3 separate regions of the Zea mays genome follow, and all the other regions are linked to region 3. A link is a contact called in public Hi-C data. All regions are on one chromosome and are shown on one strand. Each heading gives the region's core, a stretch centred on a gene start, on an enhancer-like site or on the middle of the called end of the contact. The rest is flanking DNA. Distances are from core to core; before and after follow the strand shown. Region 1 holds the start of LOC100381635. Region 2 holds the start of LOC100275685. Region 3 holds the start of LOC103630535 (scarecrow-like protein 6).

Region 1 (2,700 bases), core at 85-2,584, 180 kb after region 3:
AATGTTCCTAAAGATGGTTTACTGTTTATGTGACCCTAGATTTGGTTAACATCGTGAGTAATACGATGCTCCACTAGCCCGCTACTTCCTTCTTGGCCATGCATGTAGCCTGCATCGCTCTAGAGTAAGCAACTAGCTTAAACATGCTTTAGGTAGGTTTACTTCTGTCGTTGGTCGCTTTTAATGCAAGATCACATTTATTGTCATATTAATAGTCGACCTAGAAAATAAACAACCATCGACTCACGGAGTCGATCGAGGCAAATCGCACAGGCCAATCCACATGATCTGGCTAGGATTTAAGGTTTAACTGATTGTTGTGTATCTATAGAGTGGTACACTGACACCAACATCCCCTTCTTAGTTGCAGGTCAAGCCAGGTGGCACACCCTAAACCCCCCATACATGGAGTCGCAGTTAGGAGGGACGACCGCAACATCAAACACACCTCCCAGCTCCTAGCATGTTGGCTGCCAAGACGACCCCTAGTAGGTTCGCACGACCCTAAAACTTAGGATTAGTAAGTTCGATTCAAGATTTTAGTTGTTTTATTGAGCAGGGGAGGGGCGCCGGTGCATGTATCAGTCGTGGCGTCACCGTCCATTACGCCTGTGAAGCCTAAAGTCACGAGGAGGTCCCTGCCACACCATCCTCATAAGCGACTCAAAACTTTTGTCTGCTTACTCTCGTGGTAGCCAGACCGAGATGAGAGAAGAAAGGGGCGATAATGGCAGCTAGGGTTCGGTGCCGCCCGAGCTACCTTACGGGAGACGACACAAAGATTGAAATTATGGTTTCTCACTCGAAATATAAATTTTATTTATAGAGATACAGGTTAGACGCACTGAGATTGGGCAGGTCTAATAGAGCACACGTCATTATAATGGTTTGGAGCGTGTGTAAATAACTATTTATTTAAATACTACCTATAATATATACGCACACCACTAGCTATAAGTTGAATCAAGGGTGTCGTTCAGAGGTCGAGTCCATGCGAAATATATGAACTACAAAGGATTTGACTCGTATCAAATATGAATCATGACGTATGTGTCGACATTTGGGGAGGGAAAATTGTGTATAATTTTGGTTTTAAATATTAAATGCTTATCATTTCAATTTACGATTGGTTTAATTAAACATAGATTGATCTAGATTTAATTAGATATTTTTGTTTTTTGACATTCGGCACAACTAACTAACTAACTACCTTAACTGCCGCGGCGGCCCAGATCCACCGAGACGTGTGTGATGTGGTCAGTGGTCCGCATGCCATGGCGACCATTCCTCCTCCCCATCGCGCAGAGCAGAGGGGAACTGATCGACGATGGCGCGGCGCCTCCTCCTCCTCCTCCTCCCCATTATTCTTACGTCCTCCGCTACCGCTAGCAAGAACAAGAGCAGCAGCCTGCTGCCACTGCCAGACGGCCCAGACCCTTGCTCCGGCCGCCGCATCCACATCCGCTGGCTCCCCGCGCGCTTCAACACCCACCTCCTCCTCTACTGCGCCACGGCGTTCCCGCTGGCCGACCCAGACTCCAAGTCAACTCCGGCGTGCGCGTCCCTCGCGAACCACGGCCTGGGCCCCCGCACCCACAACGGCACCCGCTCCTGGTACCGCACCGACGCCCGGCTGCTGGAGCCCTTCTTCCACCGCCGCCTCCTGGAGCGCGCATGCCTCGTGGCCCGACCCGCCCAGGCCGACGCCGTCTTCCTCCCCTACTACGCGGCGCTGGACGCGCTGCCCTACGTCCTCCACCCGGACCTCCTCAACTCCTCCGCGCTCCACGGCCTGCCGCTCGCGCGCTATCTGGCGCGCAACCAGCCGCGGGTCCTGGCGCGCCGCCACGGCCACGACCATTTCTTCCTCCTCGCCGGCACCGCCTGGGACTACTCGCAGCCGCACGACGCCGAGCCCCGGATGTATGGCACCACGTCGCTGCTCCGCCTCCCCGAGCTCGCCAACTTCACCGTGCTCACGCTCGAGTCGCGCACCTGGCCCTGGCAGGAGCATGCCATCCCGCACCCGACCTCCTTCCACCCGTCCTCGCTGCCGCGCCTGCGCTCCTGGACCGCCCGCGCGCGCCGCTCACGCCGCACCGCGCTCATGCTTTACGCCGGCGGCGTCTCCAGGCCGTCCAGGCCCAACATTCGGGGCGCCATCCTCGCCGAGTGCGCCAACCGCACGTCGTCCAAGTCCAACAACGTGTGCATCGTCGTCGACTGCTCCGCCGCCGCGTGCGCGCTCAACCCCGTGGCGTACATGCGCCCCATGCTCAGAGCAAACTTCTGCCTGCAGCCGCCCGGGGACTCGCCATCCCGCCGCTCCACGTTCGACGCCATAGTCGCCGGCTGCGTCCCGGTCTTCTTCGAGCACGCCGCCGCCAGGGCGCACTACGGCTGGCACCTGCCCCGCGGGAGGTACGACCAGTTCTCCGTCACCATACCAAAGGACTCGGTGGTGATGGGGGACGTCAGGATCACCGACGTGCTGGCGGCGGTGCCCGCGGACGAGGTCGCCAGAATGCGGGAGCGCCTGCTGGAGATAGCGCCCAGGGTGGTGTACCGGCGGCACGGGAGCGCGGCGGACCTGAGAGAGTCCACCAAGGACGCCGTCGACCTCGCCGTGGAGGGCGTCCTGAGGAGGATACGGAGGCGGGTGAGCGCGCTGGAGGACGGCCACCCGGACGCCATCTACGA
Region 2 (2,917 bases), core at 327-2,826, 140 kb before region 3:
AGCAGTACCTCTGGTGTAGGTCCTCAACAGAAAAGTTCTTGTGTGAGTTGGGTGCCCACTAACGTATCAGTCAGAAGCAAGGCAGCATTGCCTTCTCATGACCCTGAAACGGAGGTAGATCCATGGAGCTTGCTGGAAGATGGCACAAACTGCCCCCCCTCCACAGCATCTGGAAGCAATGGCTCGAGTGGAGTGACGGGAGACCATGCTAATCTGAAAGCTTCCAGCTGGCTTAAGGGTGCCGTGAGGGTGAGGAGGACAGAACTGACCTACATTGGGTCTGTAGATGACGACAGCTGATACGTGTATGATTATCTTGGTGAATTGGAGGCAAAGAATTTGGTCTCACTTGTTGGCATTTGTGTCGTGTGCAAGTTAAAAGCACCAACTGCATCGAATTCTTTGAGAGCTCTGTACCACAAGGTGGAATGGAAACCATATGGCTTTTGGTTGGTTGTTGTAGTGTTAGAATACATCGCTGCCCCCGATTTGTTTTAGTTAGGGCCTGTGGGGGCGGCTGTATATAGTTGGAATCCATTTCTGGATTCAATGGGGGAGCTTATTTGAGAATCAGGCAGGAAGCCATGTAGTAGATTTCTAGCCAAGAGCCCTGTACTTGTTTTTTTTTTGGGTCTGAGATGTAATTGTCATGTCACATATATTCTTTTGATCTAAGGCTGACGGAAGTTGCATTGCCTATTTGCTTTAGCTATTACTAGTGCAGCCTAGACATCATGAGTTTGGATCGTTCTATGACTAAACCGTCCTACTGGTTTGCTGTTTGTTTTTGTGGTATAAGCTTCCTTTAGCGATGTATTGTTGCTTAATATAAAGGTAATGTAGAGTTTAGCTATTGGAGATAGATAACTAACTGTTTTCTCCTTTTGAGGATCATAGTTAAAGTCGACTTTCCTACACATCTCTTTCTAATGCTACTGTGCTTTAGAATCCCATTACATATTGGTGTTTTGAAAATACTTATTGGGTATGTTCAAATCAACCCAATATAAACTTTTTTAAATGTTACTACCCTAGCTTGTTATCATCATTTCAGACTTTTTGACTTGAAAAAGGCAACTCAAACAAACATAGTTAAAGTCGGTTTGGTTCTCGGCCTATCTAAAGTTAGCCCTATCTAAAGTTAGTTAGTTAAATTAAAGAACTAATCTTACATAGTAGATAAAGCATGACAAGTTAGGCTGTCTTCAACAAAGACCACTAAAGAGTTCCTTATCCTAAAATTTAGAGGACGCACCCAACAACGTAATCTAAAAAGACCCTCTAAATTTAGTAACGTAATCTAAAAAGACCCTCTAAATTTAGTAACATAATCTAAAAAGACCCTCTAAATTTAGTGAACTAGATGCTTTATATATAGAGTTTCAATCTTCTCTCCTCTATCTATTTTAATACATTAAATAATAGTTTTAGTAAAATTAAAAATATATATAATATATTTGAGATTGCTAGAGACATTAGAACCAGTCCACTTTCCTATTTACTTTTGAATAAACGAGAACCAATCACCTCTCTATTTAATTCTAAATAGAGTACGGTGGTTTAGCAGCATGTGGGCACGACATGGCTCTCGTCCCAGCAGGGGACAGGGCTGCTCGCTTGGACCCACCTGTCAAGCTTGGGCTGGAGGGTGGGGGCTGATCCGCTCCTCCGCGGCTCCGCCACACACTGACCCACCCATCCAACCACTTCCACGAATGGCCCTCGCTCTGTGAACTCGTCGGGTTCCATGGCGGCGCCGTCGCCTAAACCCCCGACACCACGCGGGCGCTGCCACCACCCGCCCAACGCCACCCGCCGCCTCCACGTGGCCACCCGCTGCTTCCCCGACCCACCACCACCACCTGCCTCCATGCCGCCGATCCCGAGTCCGAACCCTGTGCTGTCCCTTCTCTCCGCGGTGCCCGACTGGGCCGACGCCATCCAGGAGCGCCGCGTCCGCGACCGCCGCCCGCTCTACGACCACGCCACCTGGCGGCACCACCGCAGCTCCCGCCGCCACCTGCGCCACCTCCTCACCTCGCTGTCCTCCCGCGCCATCCTCTCCCTGGCGCCCCCGGTGTCCGCCTTCACCGCCTTCGCCGCCGCCATCGCCACCTACAACACGCTCCTACCGGCCTACGCGCTCACCGCATCCTCGCTCCCCTACGAGCTCACTGCGCCCGCGCTCGCGCTCCTCCTCGTCTTCCGCACCGAGGCTTCCTACGCGCGCTTCGACGAGGGACGCAAGGCGTGGATGCGCGTGCTCGCCAGCGCAGCCGACCTCGCCGGGATGCTCATGCGTCATCCTTTTCCTAACAATCTGCATACGGGTGGCGCTCCCAATCCGGGACCGGGAGGACGACAGGCTGACGACGAGCCGCTCAGGCGCGCGCTCGTCAACTACGTCCTCGCCTTCCCCGTCGCGCTCAAGGTGCTTGGATTGGATTGGATTGGACTGCTCTGCTCTACTCTACTCTGTGGTGGGTGGATGTGCTTTACGCTTTACAGTGACTGTTGCATTTTCAGTGCCACATAATTTGCGACTCTGACGTAAAAGGGGACCTTGAGGGCTTGCTTGGCGAAGATGACCTGAGCGTTGTTCTAGCATCGAAACATCGGCCACGCTGTATTATCGAGTTCATCGCACAGAGTCTCCAAATGCTAGATCTCGACGAGCAGAAGAGGAGCATCATGGTAAGCTTAGTATTTATAGTTCGTTGTAAGATAACTGGTGGATGGGTGCATTCTGTGGCTACCATCGAAGTAACCTAATGCTATTTATCTTTTCTTGCTTTGTAGGTGTCTAAACTGTCTTGTTTTCTTGAAGGAATCGGCGTTTGCGAGCAGCTCATGGGGATCCCTATCCCTCTCGCATACACTAGACTTACTTCAAGGTTCCTTGTTCTGTGGCATCTTA
Region 3 (2,929 bases), core at 207-2,706:
TCGTGGACGAGCTGCAGCTCCAGCGGGTGGTGCGACGCCGCGGACACCAATGCGGTGACCTTGAGCGCGGCGCCCGGGCGGCGGCTGGCCAGCTCCTGCATGAGCGACGCCCACTGCTCGCCGACGCCGATGTCCAAGTCCAGCACGTGGATGCAGGCAGCGCCACCCAGCTCGTCGAGCATGGCCTGGACGCAGGTGAAGTGCGCGAACTGGAGCACGGGGCAGAGCTCGGAGAAGTCCTTGTAGGCACCGAGCTTTAGGAGCACGTCCACCGGCGCGGCGGCGGCGGCGGCGGTTGCGGAGGCGGTGGTGGACAGGGCAGCGCGCAGAGCCTCCTTGAAGTAGAAGGCGGAGCGGAGCAGTGGCGTCGCCGTCGCGGCGCCGGGCGGGAGCAGGTAGTTGAGCCGCGCCAGTATCTCGCGGGCGCCGAAAACGTCTCCGGCTTCGGCAAGCTTGGCGGCCTCGGCGAGCTGGTCCACCGCCGTGGAAGCGTCGTCGGTCCCCGGCGCCTCCGGCTTGGGTTTCAGGAGCGTGTGCTTGGGAGGCGACGCGGGCACCACGGGGTTTTGGTGGTGGTGCAGCTTGGGCGGGTAGTGCACGTGGGGCGCGAGAGGCTGGAACTGCGGCGGCGGCACGGAGGAAGAGGGTATGTGGTCGAGGTCATGAAGTACCGAGTGGGAGTTGTGGTCGTCCATGACGCCCGACATGGCGACGTCGTCGGCAATAAACCAGCCGAGGAAGGTGCTGTCGTGGGTCTGCTGGGCGTGCGAGAGGGTGAGGCCGCCCGGACCCGGAGGTTGCGCGTGGGGCTCCCAGGCCTCTGCGGCGCCGAGGCCGAGCGGCGGCATGTGCATGTCAAGGGGCGGGAGATGGTGGACCCAGTCGTCCCTCCCGGCGACGTCGTCGTCGTCGTCGTCCGGCCATGCGGGCGGGGAGACGCTCTTGGCGTCGGCGTCGGCGAGGGCCGCCACGTCGGCGATGCCGAGTGGCGAAGACAGCGTGGTGGGCGGGCTGGTACTTGGGCGTAGGGGGCGAGTCGTGGCAGGTTCGCGGCCGTCGCGGCTCCGGCGAGGGGCATCCCTCGATGTGTCGTCGTCTGAGCTTAGACAGGATGATTAGGATCAGCACCGACGATTGGCATGGCAGCAAGAATATATCAAGTTGCTAGCAAGCAACGCAACGCAACGCATGTCATTTGGTCTTGGAGAGAGTGAGCAGAGCACGATACTTTGCGGTGCCCTTCCACCGGCTTTATTTGCCGGCCTTCACAAGCGCATAAAAAAAAACAAAATAAAATGTTGGTGATTACCGCGAATCATAGGCACGAAAACCCGTTGTAGTAACTACACATCACTACTACAGACGCGTAGCATCGAATGGAGTGCTATTTGGTTGATGGGCCTAATGACATTGGGTGAGCGCGGGCCGGGCCAGACATGATGCCAGAGGGGTTTGTGAACGAGCTGATATTTGCCATCAGCAAGAAACAGATTTGTAAAATTGCCATCAGACCCACATTTTATAGACCCAGCTGGACCCACAATTCATAAACACAATGGTAATTATAACAAGAACAGAACATTGTGAGTGACAAAAATCCAATTATCTCGTTTGTGAACGCACAACCATTCTAAACAAGATAACTCTATTCTAAATAAGGACTAGTTTCAAATTTTAAAAAACTAGCCATCGGGAAGGCACCAAACATGTCCGGTATAGGGAGTTAGTGCACACGACATGTCTGATGCCTCTAACTATCATGAGTTGGATTGTAGCAACTAGTTCCTTTGCTTTAGGCTATTTTTGCCCCTACCAATTCAGCCAAATGAAGTCTCTTGCCTATTTCAATAGTTGAATGGATCATTTGATAGTGAGGAAGAACCTTTACCTAATGAGGGACTTGAGAGTTAATAATCATGTGATCAACGACCTCGTTAGCACATTGAGAGTAGCTTCTGTGCATTCACCATCCTTATTAGACTTGGTTAGGTCAAGTGAGAGTTAGCGTTTATTACTCTTGACGAACAACATCGTCTAAACAATTTAGTGGTGATCGATAGTTTAATGGTCACCTAAAGAGCTTGTGGGTGACCAAACTTAAGTGTGTACATGGTTGTCAATGGTTCATCATGCTATAGAGGCAAAGAACCTGCTCATAAAGAGTGCTTGGTCCTTGCGCAGATCAAGGGGAGTGACACCCTTTCATGGGTTCTCCAACAAGGAAGAATGGAGAGTGATGACATTCTGCTACCTTAGCAAAACATCGAGGCATTTATAATCCTTCCTTTTATATTAAGTATTTATATTTGAGCAATTCCAAGGCTGAGAACTATTTTTCAGAGGCCTTTGCAAGGCTGTATTCAATAGAGTGTGTAATCGTAAATACGCTCATGCTCTTTGGTCAGATATATGCACAATCCATGAGGGAACAAAGAGTGAGTGTGGGGAGTGTTACCATTTAATCATGAATAAATTAAATTCTTTTGAAATGCTTTCTCATTAAAATGCAAATGACACGTACTCACACTTGAATGTCCTTATAGAATAAGTCAATCGATTGTGAGTCATACAATTTACACAACAGGACGTCATGAGAAAAATTCTAATTGTCCTCTCAATTAACAAATATGGGCACATTGTCACCATGCTCCATCAAGTTGATCTATCCACCACTACACCAAGCAAAATCTTCGGGATGGTCAACACCCATGAGATGTACATGCACATAAACAATCAACACGACTCTTCTTCAAACAAGGACTTGGATTTCAAAGCCAACCATGACATTAAATGCAAAAGAAAAATCAAATAAGATCTTGAAAGCTCAAATTATTATGAAGTTGATGATGTGAAGATGACACTAATGATGAAGAAGACAAAAAATATGCGAAATAAAATCAACAAGGAAGGAACCAAATTTGATTAAAGA

What was found. Hi-C and Micro-C count contacts between places; a contact is called where the count stands out from the background.
Region 1: a contact with region 3 is called in a Hi-C map of endosperm, with 2.8 times the contacts expected there. The contact joins the promoter of LOC100381635 here to the promoter of LOC103630535 in region 3. A contact is called at or near these places in 4 of 25 Hi-C or Micro-C datasets (ear, endosperm, leaf and 1 more).
Region 2: a Hi-C map of endosperm shows a contact between it and region 3, with 2.2 times the contacts expected there. The contact joins the promoter of LOC100275685 here to the promoter of LOC103630535 in region 3. A contact is called at or near these places in 6 of 25 Hi-C or Micro-C datasets (bundle sheath, ear, endosperm and 3 more).

What each region holds. Positions count from the first base shown.
Region 1 is chr1:1,826,268-1,828,967 of Zm-B73-REFERENCE-NAM-5.0, reverse strand. It overlaps LOC100381635, which reads left to right and starts at 1,334. Exons shown (of 1, transcript NM_001174451.1): 1 at 1,334-2,700. The coding sequence starts at 1,675.
Region 2 is chr1:2,145,813-2,148,729 of Zm-B73-REFERENCE-NAM-5.0, reverse strand. LOC100275685 reads left to right here and starts at 1,576. Exons shown (of 4, transcript NM_001371721.1): 1 at 1,576-2,431; 2 at 2,527-2,694; 3 at 2,800-2,917. The coding sequence starts at 1,748. LOC103630556 (mediator of RNA polymerase II transcription subunit 12-like) reads left to right here. Exons shown (of 12, transcript NM_001319720.1): 12 at 1-300. The coding sequence ends at 300.
Region 3 is chr1:2,008,624-2,011,552 of Zm-B73-REFERENCE-NAM-5.0, reverse strand. LOC103630535 (scarecrow-like protein 6) reads right to left here and starts at 1,456. Exons shown (of 1, transcript XM_008651591.4): 1 at 1-1,456. The coding sequence starts at 854.